Linked DNA regions of Mus musculus: all the other regions are linked to region 1. A link is a contact called in public HiChIP or PLAC-seq data. All regions are on one chromosome and are shown on one strand. The core of a region is the stretch at or near the end of the contact, and the rest is flanking DNA. Distances in the headings are between cores, read along the strand shown.

Region 1 (4,382 bases), core at 1,018-3,517:
ACATATCTACCAAGTCCCAACTTTGTATGTCTTTAGGAAGGTGACTGAGTTAAAAAATGTTTTACACGTGTGTAACTAAAATGCTTTTAAAAAAAACTTTGTCTAGCTTCCCAGTGGAAGTCGAACATTATATGATTCAGCAATCAAAATAGTATAGGAGAAAGGCACTCTTAGCAATTCTCTCCCAACTCTGTTTTCTTGCGGTGCCTTGCACATACTGGGCAATAGTGAGTTACAACCCTGACCCTCTAGATAACAGTCTTTATTAGATTCTTGGTTATATTTCTAGTTTGTCTTTATTTTTAAAATTAATTAACTAAAATAAATTTTTTTTTGAGAAACGCTCTCCTGTAGTCCAGGCTGGCCTTGAACTTGCTCTGTAACTGGGCATGACCTTGAGCTTCTTCTGATCCTCCTGCCTCCGCCTCCTGAGTGCTGGGATTCCAGGCATGTGTTTTTGGGCTTTGTTTTATGCAGTGCTGAGGATCGGAACCCAGAGTTTTGTGCGTGTAACTTAACTCTACCAACTGAGCTAGCCCTAGCCCATCGAGTGTTTCTTCATGCACTTGCATATGAATGTGTTTCGGCATACCTGCCTTAAAAAGGTGGCGTGCCATACCTTTACCAATGTATGCTGGAGCTCACTAGCTGACTGGCAGATCTGAATACCTCACTATTGTGGATGGTTACACTATGGTTAGCAAGTAGTGGGGGTTTCAAATGTCTGCCATTCCAGCAAATGGCCCAGAGAATAAACTTGCGTATCTGCCATTTGTCTGTGTGGATTTGTCTTTATAGATTTGATTTCAGTAGTGGGACTGCTGCATCTCAGGGCGTTTGCATCCCTTATCTTGCAGACTTTGCTGGCTGTCCCTCTGTTGGGGTTTATATCATCCCATCTTCTCCCATCAATGACTGAGAGTCTCTTTGGCAAGAATATTTCTAATTCTTCCTTGTTTTCTAGCTATCAAGTCCTACGCCCTCACACCTTTCCCTTGCGACATGGGGTTTGCTTCAGGGTATTATCAAAGCTTCTATTTACGCAAGTCACACTGAGATGTCCTGTTAGACTTGATTTATGGTATTTTGAATGAGGAAGCTTTATTTAATGTTGTTTTTTGAGACAGGATCTCATGTTGCTGAGGCTGGCCTCCAACTCACTATATGGCAGAAGCTGGCCTCTAGCTCCTACTCCTTCTGTCTCTGTCTCCCGAGTGTCTGGCTGGAATGAAGAATCTTGAAGGGAGCCCAGACTGTTTAAAGAATGATGGACAGGCAAGCCGGTGGGGATTCAGGTTCAAGCTGTTGGTGATTGGGAGGGTTCAGGATCAGGGACAGATTGTGAAGAACTTGGGCTGTCATTCACCGAGTGTATTTCGTGTCTGAGTGTGCACGCAGATGTGCTGTGAGAAAAGGTCTCACTATGCAGCCTCCGACTATCCCAGAACCATGAAGACCAGGTTTCACTTGTTCTCATATACAAGTGAGTTTCCGGGTGCTGGGATTTGAGGTGCTGCTGTGCTTTGTCTCCCACCGCCTGGGTCCCCATTGAGGAGGAAGAGGAGGAGGAGGAGGAGGAGGAGGAGGAGGAGGAGCAAGAGGAGGAGCAGGAGCAAGAGGAGGAAGAGGAGGAGGGAGATAGTTACCAGGAGGATTTCATTCCTGGAACCTGTGCAGGGCATGGAAGAGAGGACCGATATTCTAACTTTTAATTCTTAACTTCCTGCTGGGTGCTGTGGAGAGATCGCTATTTGGCCTATTTAGCAATCGTGTTTTCCATGAAGGGGCGGGGTGTGTGGTGGGGGTGAAACTTCGCAATTCAGTTTCCAGGCTGGAAAGGTTGGGAGGCCACTTTCCCACTTTGTCCCTTCGGAGCAGTCCTTATCATTGTTATTCAAATGCGTCGTAACTGAGACAGATTACAGGGCTGCTGGTGCCTCAGAGCCTCCCAAGCAAGAGATCTGACTTTCCACTTTCCAAGGGGAGGAAGTCATTAGTGGGGCTGTCTTGTCCAAGACGCCAGGAGGAGGAGGAGGTGTCAGCCTGGAGCAGAGAAGGCTTAGCTAGTTTAGTTTTTTGTTTTGTCTTTTCTACCCACCCTGTGGCCTTGCCAAACCCGGTTGTCTGGCTTCTGGAGGGTGTGAGCGGCAGGAGATGCTATGTGCGGTTTCCATGGCAGTAGGCCGCTGGGGACATGTGGGGATGCACAGCCAGGTGGCTGGCGCAGGCTCACCTGCTCGGCTCCTGGCAGCCGCGGTAACGAGGAGGCCTAGGCTCCCCTTTCCGCTTTTCTTTAGTTCCTGGAGCTCTGGTTACTGTCTTTATGAGTCTGAGCTCTGTGTGAGAGAACTTTAAAAAGTTCCATGTGACTTTATCTGGGGAGCGGACCGAATGGCAGCGATTCAGAAGGCAAGGATGGAAAAGTACCAGAGGCAAGGCTGGCGTAAAAGGCAGAGGTGCCTACAAAAAGGAGGCGTTCCACAGTCAGGCTCCCCAGCACAGAGAGGCTCGCCCCCACCCCGCGTCCCCAGGGTTCTCTTCGCAGTGCCCTTGACACTAGCAGGCGCAATTCAAGGGCTGGCCATCAGCGTTTGAGTCAATGTTTGATCTCTTTATTTAAGGAACTCACGAAGATGTTGACGACTCCCTGAAGTCCAACAATATCAGTTTAATCACTGCCCAATATTTTTTTTTTTTTTTTTTTTTTTTTTTTTTTTAGTGAGGACTCTTTTTATTCAAGGATCACTAGGAATTCGGGGGGTGGGGTGGTGGTGGTGGTGGTGGCGAGGGAGTTCAGATTTCAAACAGATAAAGATGTAAAAGTTAGGTCCAAGTCTACAGTGTGCTTTTCTAGCAAGTTCTTGCTGTTTGCAGGCAGCAAGCAGGCTTGTGTCTGCTCTTTGTAATCCGGTGGTACCGGAACATCTTGTATGGGCCTGGGCCCTCAGGGTCGGTTCTGGCAGACAGCAGGCTTTCTCTATCTACAGTGGTAATGCTTGGGAAAAAAATCCCATGACCAAGATTGATGGAAAGGCTTGGGGTCAGGGACTTGGACTGTGGATCAGAAAATGAAGATGCACGGCGTGGACCCCGACCAACACGGCCGCGAAGGCAGGGGTGGATGGGACATCTAGAATGTGGGGCCAGAACAGAACTGCCCGAAATCTTGAAGAAGTAGTCCCAAAGCCATGTTTTTCTTGGACACAGAAAGAATCAACAGAGTAGAACATGTTTTAGTCTCAAAGTGTACGACCACACACTGTTAGATCCCAGCCCCTCTTGCTGTCCTAGACTCTCCCAGAAATCAGGCCACACCTCCTTGCAGTTTCTTAACTATGATGCTCCAGCTTCTGACCAGAAGCCTCTCCCTCTTTCTCTCTTCAAGGCTACCTCCTGTTGCCTCTGGTATGTTGCTATATTTCTTAATGCTCTTCCATCCAACTGCCGATCAGCACCCTGACTCTGGCTCATTCTAAAGGGTAATTTCATATCCTTTCCATGACACCAATAAGCTGGCTGAAGGTTCTTTTTGTTTTACCTAGATAGAAGTTGGTAGGCAAGAAACTCTATAAAAGCTGGTTTGGGGATAAAGGGTGTATAGCTCATTTGGTAGGGGGCTTTCCTACCGCATGGGTCCTAAGTTTAATCCCAGGGTCTCATAAATCCACAGGGATGGTGCATACTTATAACCCAATACTTGGGAAGGAAAAGCAGGAGGATCAGAAGTTCAAGGTTATCTTCAGTTTGAGGCCAAAACAAAGGAAGGAACAAACAAAGCTAGCCTCTAGCAGCTTTCTTGTTCTTTAGTGTTTGAAGCGAAGTACAGTGGTGGGAAGGCAAAAGCAGTTGACAAGTAGCCCTTCTACAGTCTTCCTGCAGGGCTTGATATCTAAACCTTGGTCCTTGACAGCCACCAGTATCTCATCTCTTAGCCTGGGACCAATCAGGCCCTTGCTCCTTAGTATTAGTGACAGTGGCCTTTCCACCACAGAAGTGGCTCCCTGGCCAAGGTGGACATGATTCACCCAGGCTCGTGACTGAAGAAGTCTGGTACAAGCTGCTTGACAGCATTTTGACTGAGTTGTGTTTTCACGGGCCACACAGTCAGTGCAGTCTCATTATGGTTGCCTCAGGGTATCTGGTTTGTTCCAGATGGTCAGGCTGGCATGGGGTAGTTGTTTGACCCATGGTACTTTTCTCTAGGCAGCTCAGCAGCAAGGGAGAGTCCCACAGCTGCTAATTAGAGTTGGATTGCCTAATCCCAAACATATTTGTCTGTTTATAGGAAAACCAGTATCAGAAAGAACACTTATAATAAAGTTGAAGAACTTACCAATGCCAACAGTGATTTCGACAGATTTTAAATAATATGTGACATCCAC
Region 2 (4,382 bases), core at 1,175-3,674, 460 kb after region 1:
CAGAATTTTAAATGACATTAACTAGAACACAGCTGCCTGAGGGTTACTGTTGCTGCAATGAGGGATCATGACCAAGGCTTGGGGAGCAAAGCCTTTATTTGGCTTACACTTCCATATCACTATTTATCATCAAAGGAAGTCAAGATAGGAACTCAAACAGGGCAGGGACCTGAAGGCAGAAGCTGATGCAGAGGCCATGCAGAAACACTGCTTATTGCCGTGCTCAGACTGCTTTCTTATAGAACCCAAGCACACACACAATGTACTGGGCCCTCCCTTCTCAATCACTAATTAAGAAATGCCCTGCAGCCAGATCTTATGGAGGCATTTTCTCAGTTGAGGCTCCCTCCTTTTGGATAACTCTAATTTGTGTCAAGTTGATACAAACCAACACTATTACTGAGGAACCTCTGACAAATTAAGTATCTTGTCAACATCAACTGTGAGAATAGCGGCATGCGGCATGCTAAGCAATGCTGAGAACAGCTGTAAATACAACAGGCAGACTCCACCACCACCACCGCCCCTACCTCCCCCCCACCCATGTTACAGACCAACAGGGAACACCAATGCACAATTGCAATCCTAGCAGCACATGCGGTTCAGAAAAAAAAGCATGCATATATAGGAATTCAGGAATAATTCATTGAGTTATTATAGCTCAGTAGAGGCCCTGGACTTGACCCCTACTACAGTAAAGGCAGAGGGGTGGGCTGGGTAGACTGAGGATATAAGAAAGTTGGCATTATCAAGAAAGGATTCAATATACAATAACACATAGCAAGGGTTGTCGTTTGGAAAAGAATAGAGATGCAAAAACAGAATGAGAGTTCTACTAGAAAGTATAAATGAACATCTTTGTGATGCAGTGAAACAGAAGGCCTCTCTAATTATGGTAAACATGGTGGAGGTGGAGGAGGAGGGAGCTGGCCCTGGGGAATGGCTCAGCACTGGGCAAGCATGAGGACCAGAAAGCAAGCAGGAGGATGAAATGCCCGAGGGCTTGGAGGAAGATGGAGGATGCTTCTCGGCCCTGACCTCAGGTCTTCACCTGAATGTGGCTATATGTGCACCTGTACCCATGCATACATGCAGCCATAGATACATACAAGTGAAATGTAGGTTTATATGACTATAGCAATATGCAACTTTTCTGTAGATTCATCTGTTTGTACAACAGATGCAAAAGTTAGGAATAAAATGGGCTGGAGTTTAGCATAAGGATATTATTTGAAGGAGGGTCTTCTCACTAAGTAGCCTTGGCTGGCCCAGACTCTGTGGAGCAGGTGGCCTCAAACTCATCCCCCTGCCTCTGTGGGATTCAAGGCACACACTACCACACCTAGCTTGCACCTCTCCAAAGCTTAAGAGGCTACTAGCAGCACTTCCAGTTGATGTGGGGCGTCAGTCACTCTTAACACCGCAACCATCTTTAGAAACTGCTACTTTTCTGGAAAGAATAAGACAGGAGATGCCCAAAGGTCTAATTATAACGTTGACCTAGAAATTTCACTACAAGGTTTTGTGGAAAGAGGCAATACAAAGAATGACATAACTGTACCATGTCCAATATTAAAATAAAAACAAAACACAACAAAAACAAAAAAGCCCAAAAGTCCAAAGGGAACCATTCGTGAAAATGACAGCTTTAACTGCTCTTAAAAATTAGTGTCTTAAGGCTATTCTCATCTCCATTGGGTGGTGGTTTAGATGCACTTCAAGCATCTTACAAAATGCCTTTTGTAACTCCATTTTTAAAGGTGAATGGAGGAAAGGCACTAACATCTTTTTTTTTTTTTTTGGAAGCAAAAGGTTTCTATTTATACATATAACACAATACATGGACTTTAGGACAAATTTCGAATGATTTCGCTCGTACATTTTTCTAGTTGACCAATAATGAACTTAAAGAAAGGGTGGGCACGTTCTTGCTTATTCAGGACTCATTTTACAAGCTCCTCCTTCGCAGGCAGAGGGCGGGTCCCCAGCAGCGGTGCACACAATGGCCAGAGCCCCGGACTGTGGTCCCGTGCCCTGCCAAGCTTCAGAGAGCGGGTCTACCACGCATTCATAGTGCATACCGAACCAGAGCTGCTCGGCCAGGTAGAGCTGGAGAGCAGTCGGGCGCGAATGACCCCGGGGTACGGGGGGATACCGAGCTGGGGGGTCTCGGTTAGGGTGTCCTGCGGCCTGGCGCGCGCGTGAGCTGCGCACCTGCGACTTCGTGCTCCTTGCGGACGAAGGATCACCTTTCTGTCTGGCCGGCTCTGCTCTTTTGGCACCAGAGCCCCGGGCTCCCAGTGGGAACGCCTCCGCCTCCCCGCCCGTGGACCACCCGCCCGAGGAAGCGCACTCACCACAGTCACTGAAGAAGCCAGAGGCTGGCGGCACAGGCAGCCGCACTGGGCGCGCGGGACTACATTTCCCACAAGACCATGAGCCCTCGACAGGGCTTCCAGTTGCGCAGGCGCAACCGCAGGGCTGCGGGCCAGCGATTGCTCCCCTAGTGCTCAGGCAAGGTTTGCCACCTTAAGCTTATTTTCTTAAAGAAACTGGTTCTAGAACCTTTTCCTTTCCTAAATTAAGAGAACCTTGGACACCCCCTTGCATGAGGTTAGGATGAGAGGTAAGCTACTAATGTAATGTAGATACTTCACGGCGCTCTGTGACCAGGTAGTAAATGATGCACTGGCTGGGTGAATTGTTACTGTGGAAAACCAGCCACCTCTGTGAGTGAAACTCGTGGGTGCTAAGGTAGTTTCGGCTGCATCCACGGCTTTGGAACTTGGAGAATATCTTAGGATAATTTCCATCCTATCTTAGGATAGAAAGATAGGTTACAAACTGTAATATTGGGTTCTTGTCTGGCCGCTTGTTTTTTAACGTTTTTTCTTTAAAATCTGACATCATGATACTTGAATACAGTGCACTGTGATCACATTCACCCCCAGCGACCCTCATTCATGTGCCCTTCTTTCACTGACCTCCATCCTTCCCAACTAGTCCTTCTTCTATACTTTTGGTCCTTTCCCCCTCGCTTCAGCCTGTAAAACTTCTATTCCATGCAACAAAGACTATGTTCCGAACCAAATGTCGGACGGGCATCTGGAGGCCACTTTTTGACGAGGCTCAAAAATCCTATTAGCCAAACGTGCGTGCCCAAATTCCTTTTATCCCACACCTTCCGCTTTTATCCCACACCTTCCGTCTTAGGTCTTTGACATTGTGTTTCTGCTCTGATGGGAGGATCTCCTGGGACTCGGAAGCTCAGGAACCACACAGCTCTGAGGTGGGACAATGTCCCAAAAGAAGGGCACCCTGAGACATGGGAGCTGAGGAACTAGATAGCTCTAAGAGGAAGCCTCCTCAGCAGAGGCGATGCAGCTACCAGGGCATGGCGTCCTCAGCGGAGCTCAGGAGCCTCAGTCCCTCTCCTTCTCATCGTTTCTTCTCTTCATTGCTTCTTTTCTTCTTCACTTCTGACCAGGCATAAGAATCTCATGAAAGAGATTTATTGGATGGACCAGGGTGTGAAGGGATGAATCCAGGGATGGCTGCTCTCTATCCTAGGGAACAGACAACAGGGAATTAGACAAAGTGGCAGTGCTTATATAGGATCTCTTAGGGGGCGGGGCTTTCCAGGGCAGAGATTTCCAGAGTGATGATTGGTGGGATTTCAAGTCCTGAATTTGGGGAGCTCAGGGATTAGTGGATTTTCTGCTCAAGGATTGATGTTTTGTCTGTGTGTCTGTGTGTGTGTGGGGGGGGGGAAGCTCAGGAATTGGCGGCTTTTTTCACCCCCCCTTTCCCTGCATCAGGCCCATGGGTTAGATGTTTTTCCCAGCCGCTGGTGGTTTTGACTGAGGCACCGTCTCTGTAGGTTGGAGAGGAGGTGCTGGCATTATGGACATCTCCTGCAGTGGTGTTTGACCAAGGCTGTGGGCTGAGGCAGCAAAGAAGGTGTTGCCACCGTGGACAGCTCTTCATGAAGGCAGTAGGCAGAAGTAGGAAAGGTGTAGCCATGTTGAACAGTTCTTGAGGGCCAGCTCCTGCTGAGGCTGCTGAGGCAGGAAAGGCGTGCACCACTGTGAACACCTCCCGTGATGGCTGCAAGGTGGTACCATCATTTTAACAGGAGTCCCCATTTTGGACACCTCACATGGTATGGGTTGTGAGAAGAGGCCTGCCGCCATTTTGACTGCTTTTGCGGTGCACAGCTCTGGGACTACTGAGCTGTCTTTAGCAGGTAGCTCCTCTTTGGTGTCCACTATGCCCTCTCCTTGTTGGCTTAAGTCTCCAGCTGGCTTTTTTTTTTTTTAATTCAGAGATGAGCTCTTGTTTAATGCAAGTGGCTACCCCTATTGCCAACATACTGAATAAAA
Region 3 (4,382 bases), core at 761-3,260, 430 kb after region 1:
ACCTGGAGCTGCCCAATCTTGAACTTTCAGCCTCTAAATAAAGCTCTTTGATTACCAAACTCAAGAAGAGAATGAGCTGTCAGCAAGCTAGAACTGGTTGGTGGTTCTTCCAGCTTCTGACCTCCCATAAATCCCTGTCCCAGATAGTTAAAGACTTAAAAGAAAAGGAATTAGAACAGGTTTTACCTAAAGAGACTGGTACCACTCAGAATGCCTTTTAGATCTGAGCCCTTTGTAGACAGGCTCTCCATGTAGCCCAGGTTAGCCTCAACTTTCAATCTTGCTGCAGTCTGCCAAGTATTATGAATTCAGGTGTAAGCCACCATACCCAGCTTTGTGTGTGTATATGTGCCAGCTTTGTGAGAGTGTGTGTGTGGTGCTGGAGACTGAACTTAGAGCCCTATACATGCCAACCAAGTATTCTACCACAAAACTATCCCCCTAGCCTATAGAAGTAGAGTTCTTCAATTATTTTTGTACTAATCCTATATATTCTTCTTAAACAAAAGTTACACGTTATCTTTAAAAGACATCAATAACTACGTGGCGTCTAGGACACCCCATGTTCACGGGAAACAGTTCAAATTTCTTCTTTAGATCCTATGTCAGTTCCTGCCTTTACCATTTTGGACCACCATCTTACTGGCTAACAGAAGTAGAAAGGTTTTCATTTTATACTAACCTAGAATCCTGCCCAGATGTGCCACTTTCATGCCTTACAGAAAGCTCTAAAGCTCACTAGGAGGAGATGTGTGGTGGGAGGGAGCAGCTGGGGTCTTTGGGGGTGGCTGGAAAGGAAGCTTCTGGTTAGAGCAATGAATGAAGTCAAGGACACAACTGGGGATACAGGGGGACAACACTGGACAGTGATGACTCACCTGGACCAGGGCCGGGAGCTGGCTGACAGCCATTCCTTTTCTCTGGTGAGCTGAGGAGCATTGAGTAGGAAGGAGGCAGGGGAGGAGCTTTACAATTGCTGGGGTTCTCTGGCTAGAAGCATCTGCACTCCTGTAATGAGAGGGCCGGGTCAAAGGTCACAGGGATGCGCCTCACCATTCACATCCTGGCTCACTTTGTTCTTTTGCTCCCAGTGCATACTCCCTCTGAAGGTAGCTGTCCTCACCCAATCTGTAAAGTGACTTCTCCCCATGCCAGCTCTCCTTCGCATCTTTCCTTTAGTCAGATCCTGCATGCCTTCCCGTTTGTGTGGCTTTGGCTTTCCCCTGCAGAAAGCTTGCCCGGCCCAGTCCTCAAACTCTACCCATTCTCTGTCCCTTCCCCTGCAGCTATGCTTTGGCGTCTTAAGACAGCCTTTCCTCCTGGGACAGCTCTATCCCAACTAGAGGGAAGGAGGAGGCAAAGAGGTGACTTTTTCCTGAAAGGGAAGGGGAGTTAAACCGGCCAGATCTCTCTCTCTCTCTCTCTCTCTCTCTCTCTCTCTCTCTCTCTCTCTCTCTCTGTGTGTGTGTGTGTGGGGGGGGGGCTGTTTCGTGTTTCGGATGGGACAGTGTAGGGAGCGGGTTTCCGGGAGAAGAAATCATTCACATAAGTCACCCTCCACAGTTTCGTCAAGTGCAGGGGCTGCAGTGAAGGTGTCCCTTTCTCAAGTTCCTCAGAGAGAACTTGGAGCCACGCCGGGAATATAACCAGCAGCTGTATGCAACTGTATTTGTGAGTTTGCAGCAAGATGAGCTAGAGGTCCTGACCAACCCTTCTCAACGTGCAATCAGGTTCGGATCCCTTAGCTCGACTACAAAACAGTTCTGCTGGTCCCTTCCATGTGTGGAATCAAATCTCAGTACATGCGCTTCAAAGTTAAGGACGTGGGATCCACGCCTTTCAAAACGGACCACAACCCACCCTTAGTCTACGTACCCTCTGTTCTCAACTCCCAGACCTGACCTTCAGTCTCTGGACACTGCAGATCACCGTGGGGCTTCCCTTAGAAGCTTGTCCACTGCAGAGCATAGCCTCGACAGAGTAGTCAGGACACAATGAGCTGGAGCCTGCTGCTTGACGCGGAGCCGCGCCTGCGCGTTTGTCCAGGAGCCGGGAAGCCTAATTCCCACAAATCTCTCTGCTGCAGCGCTTAGATTTTTGGACTCCTTTTCTCAGAGGGAGACCAGGAGCAAAAAGCGATAAAGCGCGCCTGCGCCTAGTCACTTTGTGGCCGAAACTACAATTCCCAGAAGGCTCTGCGGTGCACTAGCCTATCGCTGGGCAGACAAGTGGTCTAGTCTTGTGGAGACCAGCAGTGAAAAAAGGTCCAGGATGCTGTTATCAAGGTTACTAGACTCTAGGATCTGCAAGCAAAGCCAGAGAACATCCAGGAACGTCGTAATAGCGCCTAACGACAGAGAAAGGTCTTGAAAGACAGTCAGTACCAAGCTCTCAAAAATGCTACAGCCTCTGTTGGAGCTGGACTGGAGAGGCATGATAGACCTTGAGTGCAGTGAGGGTTTGGGTAGCAGGATTACCGGAGGGGGGTGCGGGGGGGGGGAAGGACGATGGCCCTGGAAGTCTCTGCAGAGTAAACAAGTGTCTCTGGGAGCACGGGATAGTATATAGAGAAGCTTGGATTTACTTCTGGTGACTGTATTTTGCTGGGGCCTGTGAGTATCGAGTAATGTACCAGAATCTTTCCCTGAAGATGTCTAGTTGCCTTTGGATATGTAGTAAGTATTCATGGAGGAACTTTCTTATTGGGAGAAAAGTGAAACAAATTCAATTAAAAAAATATGATTTGAGATTGACACTTCTGGGATTGCTGGCCACCCTTTAGGATACAATGTCAGTGGCTCTGTCCTGGGCTTTAAAGATGTCATTCTCTCACTTAGGGCACACACATATAGGTTAAGGCATAGAGCAGAGAGTGTTGAAACAGAGTGACTCCTGCACTGCAGTTTTTGTGTGACTAGGGAAGGTGGTCCATCAAACAGAAAATATTCATTAGGAGTGAATGAAAGGACAGGAATGCTGAGTTAGGGGTTTCAGAGTGAGAAGGGGCAGGGTGTTTGGGAGATTTTACTGTCCCAGGAAGAGCTCCCCACAAAGAATTTGGCTTAGGATATTTGATGCTTAGCAAGACCAGCATGTTCACCAGGAACAAGGAAAGAAAAAAGGGCTCAAGATGACATTGTGTGTGACTCTGAGGTTCTGACCCCATGGTAAAAATGTGGATTTATTTTGTGTGTGAAAGGAAAGCAATGGAAGTTCCAAGTGGACAGATGAACTTATCTGTGCAGACTATGGTCAGTTCTGGGCAGGACAGATTCAGGGTGAAAACTAGGGATGGTCGTAGGACAGTGACTTAGCATTTGTTGGCTTGCTTCCTAACAATCAAAACTCATCCAAAACAACAGCAAAATAAATTAAAAACCCAGACTATGGTGTAGTTGAGGGAGAGAAAGGACAGTAGACTTGGAGTTTTCTGCAACAGTCAGTGTGTGGCATACCCTCCCTCCAGTATACACCTCTTGTAAGGCTGGGATGATCGGTTTTGTGCATGGTGTAAGATTGTCTTTGTATTATTCAAATGGTGATTTCTGTACCAGCAGAGATATGAGTACAGCCCAGACATTGGAATTGTTAAGCCACACCTGTCTTAGTTGCTTTGTAAAAGCCTCTAACACCTTCTGATTGGTTTAATCAAGAGGTGAACAGCCTATGGCAAAGCAGGATATGATAGGTGGGACTTCCAGGCAGAGTTAGGAACTCTGGGAGGGAGTCTGAGGAGTGAGATTCCTCAATGAGACACAGAGGAGAGATTCTTCAGTCAGACTCGAGAGATGGAAAGTTCTCCATCCAGACAAGGAGGAAGACAGACATGTAAAACTGAGGCGAGGCAACCAGCTATGTGGCAGAGATTAGATTAATATAAACGGGTTAGTTTAAGTTATAAGAGCTAGTTGGGAACAATTCCCCCAAGGACTAAATCCTTCATAATTAATAACAAATCTCCATGGCATTGTTGGGAAGCTTATGGGTTACAGTTAATCCAATGGGTTATTTTCTATGACATTTGCTTTGAGAGCCTAGTGATCCTCCTAGGAGCTGTGGGTTCTGGATGGCATGCTAGTAAATTTAGACATCAGTTTTCAGATGTATCGACAATTAAATAGCATTTAGCACTAACTGTGTTAGGTATTTCCCTAAGCACTTTATTATCTAAAACAACCAAGAGCACCAAGTTTTACACCATTAAGAAAGGAGGAAACAGTCTCTAATTATGGAGCACCTTGAGCGAGACCCCAGTAAACAGGTGGGACCAGAAATCTCACCCCTGCTAATGAAGGAATATGAAGCATCCACACTGTGTGCCTAGACTAGCTAGGAGGAGACAAGTCTTCCAAAATCTTTGATGAAAGTAGTGAAACTTCTGT

The links. HiChIP or PLAC-seq counts read pairs in DNA pulled down with a chosen protein or histone mark.
Region 2: an H3K27ac HiChIP or PLAC-seq map of embryonic stem cells shows a contact between it and region 1, with 3 times the contacts expected there. The contact joins the promoter of Zfp2 here to the enhancer-like site in region 1. A contact is called at or near these places in 1 of 39 promoter capture datasets (cranial neural crest), 5 of 484 Hi-C or Micro-C datasets (the C2C12 cell line, the HL-1 cell line, cerebral cortex and 2 more) and 1 of 115 datasets of contacts at active chromatin or transcription factors (embryonic stem cells).
Region 3: an H3K27ac HiChIP or PLAC-seq map of embryonic stem cells shows a contact between it and region 1, with 2.8 times the contacts expected there. The contact joins the promoter of Zfp454 here to the enhancer-like site in region 1. A contact is called at or near these places in 2 of 39 promoter capture datasets (embryonic stem cells and trophoblast stem cells) and 3 of 115 datasets of contacts at active chromatin or transcription factors (astrocytes, embryonic forebrain and embryonic stem cells).

Annotation. Positions count from the first base shown.
Region 1 is chr11:50,455,359-50,459,740 of GRCm38.p6, forward strand. No RefSeq gene overlaps it. Among named protein-coding and RNA genes, the nearest start is that of Rufy1, 26 kb to the left of the region's middle. Within about 2 kb of position 2,268, at least 60 of the 459 cell types and tissues checked have an H3K27ac peak or open chromatin away from gene starts, as enhancers often do. A contact at or near this core is called in cerebral cortex and embryonic stem cells, where this site is marked.
Region 2 is chr11:50,913,752-50,918,133 of GRCm38.p6, forward strand. Zfp2 (zinc finger protein 2) reads right to left here and starts at 2,425. Exons shown (of 6, transcript NM_001044698.2): 1 at 2,358-2,425.
Region 3 is chr11:50,885,491-50,889,872 of GRCm38.p6, forward strand. It overlaps Zfp454 (zinc finger protein 454), which reads right to left and starts at 2,011. Exons shown (of 6, transcript NM_172794.3): 1 at 1,876-2,011; 2 at 879-1,008. The coding sequence starts at 911.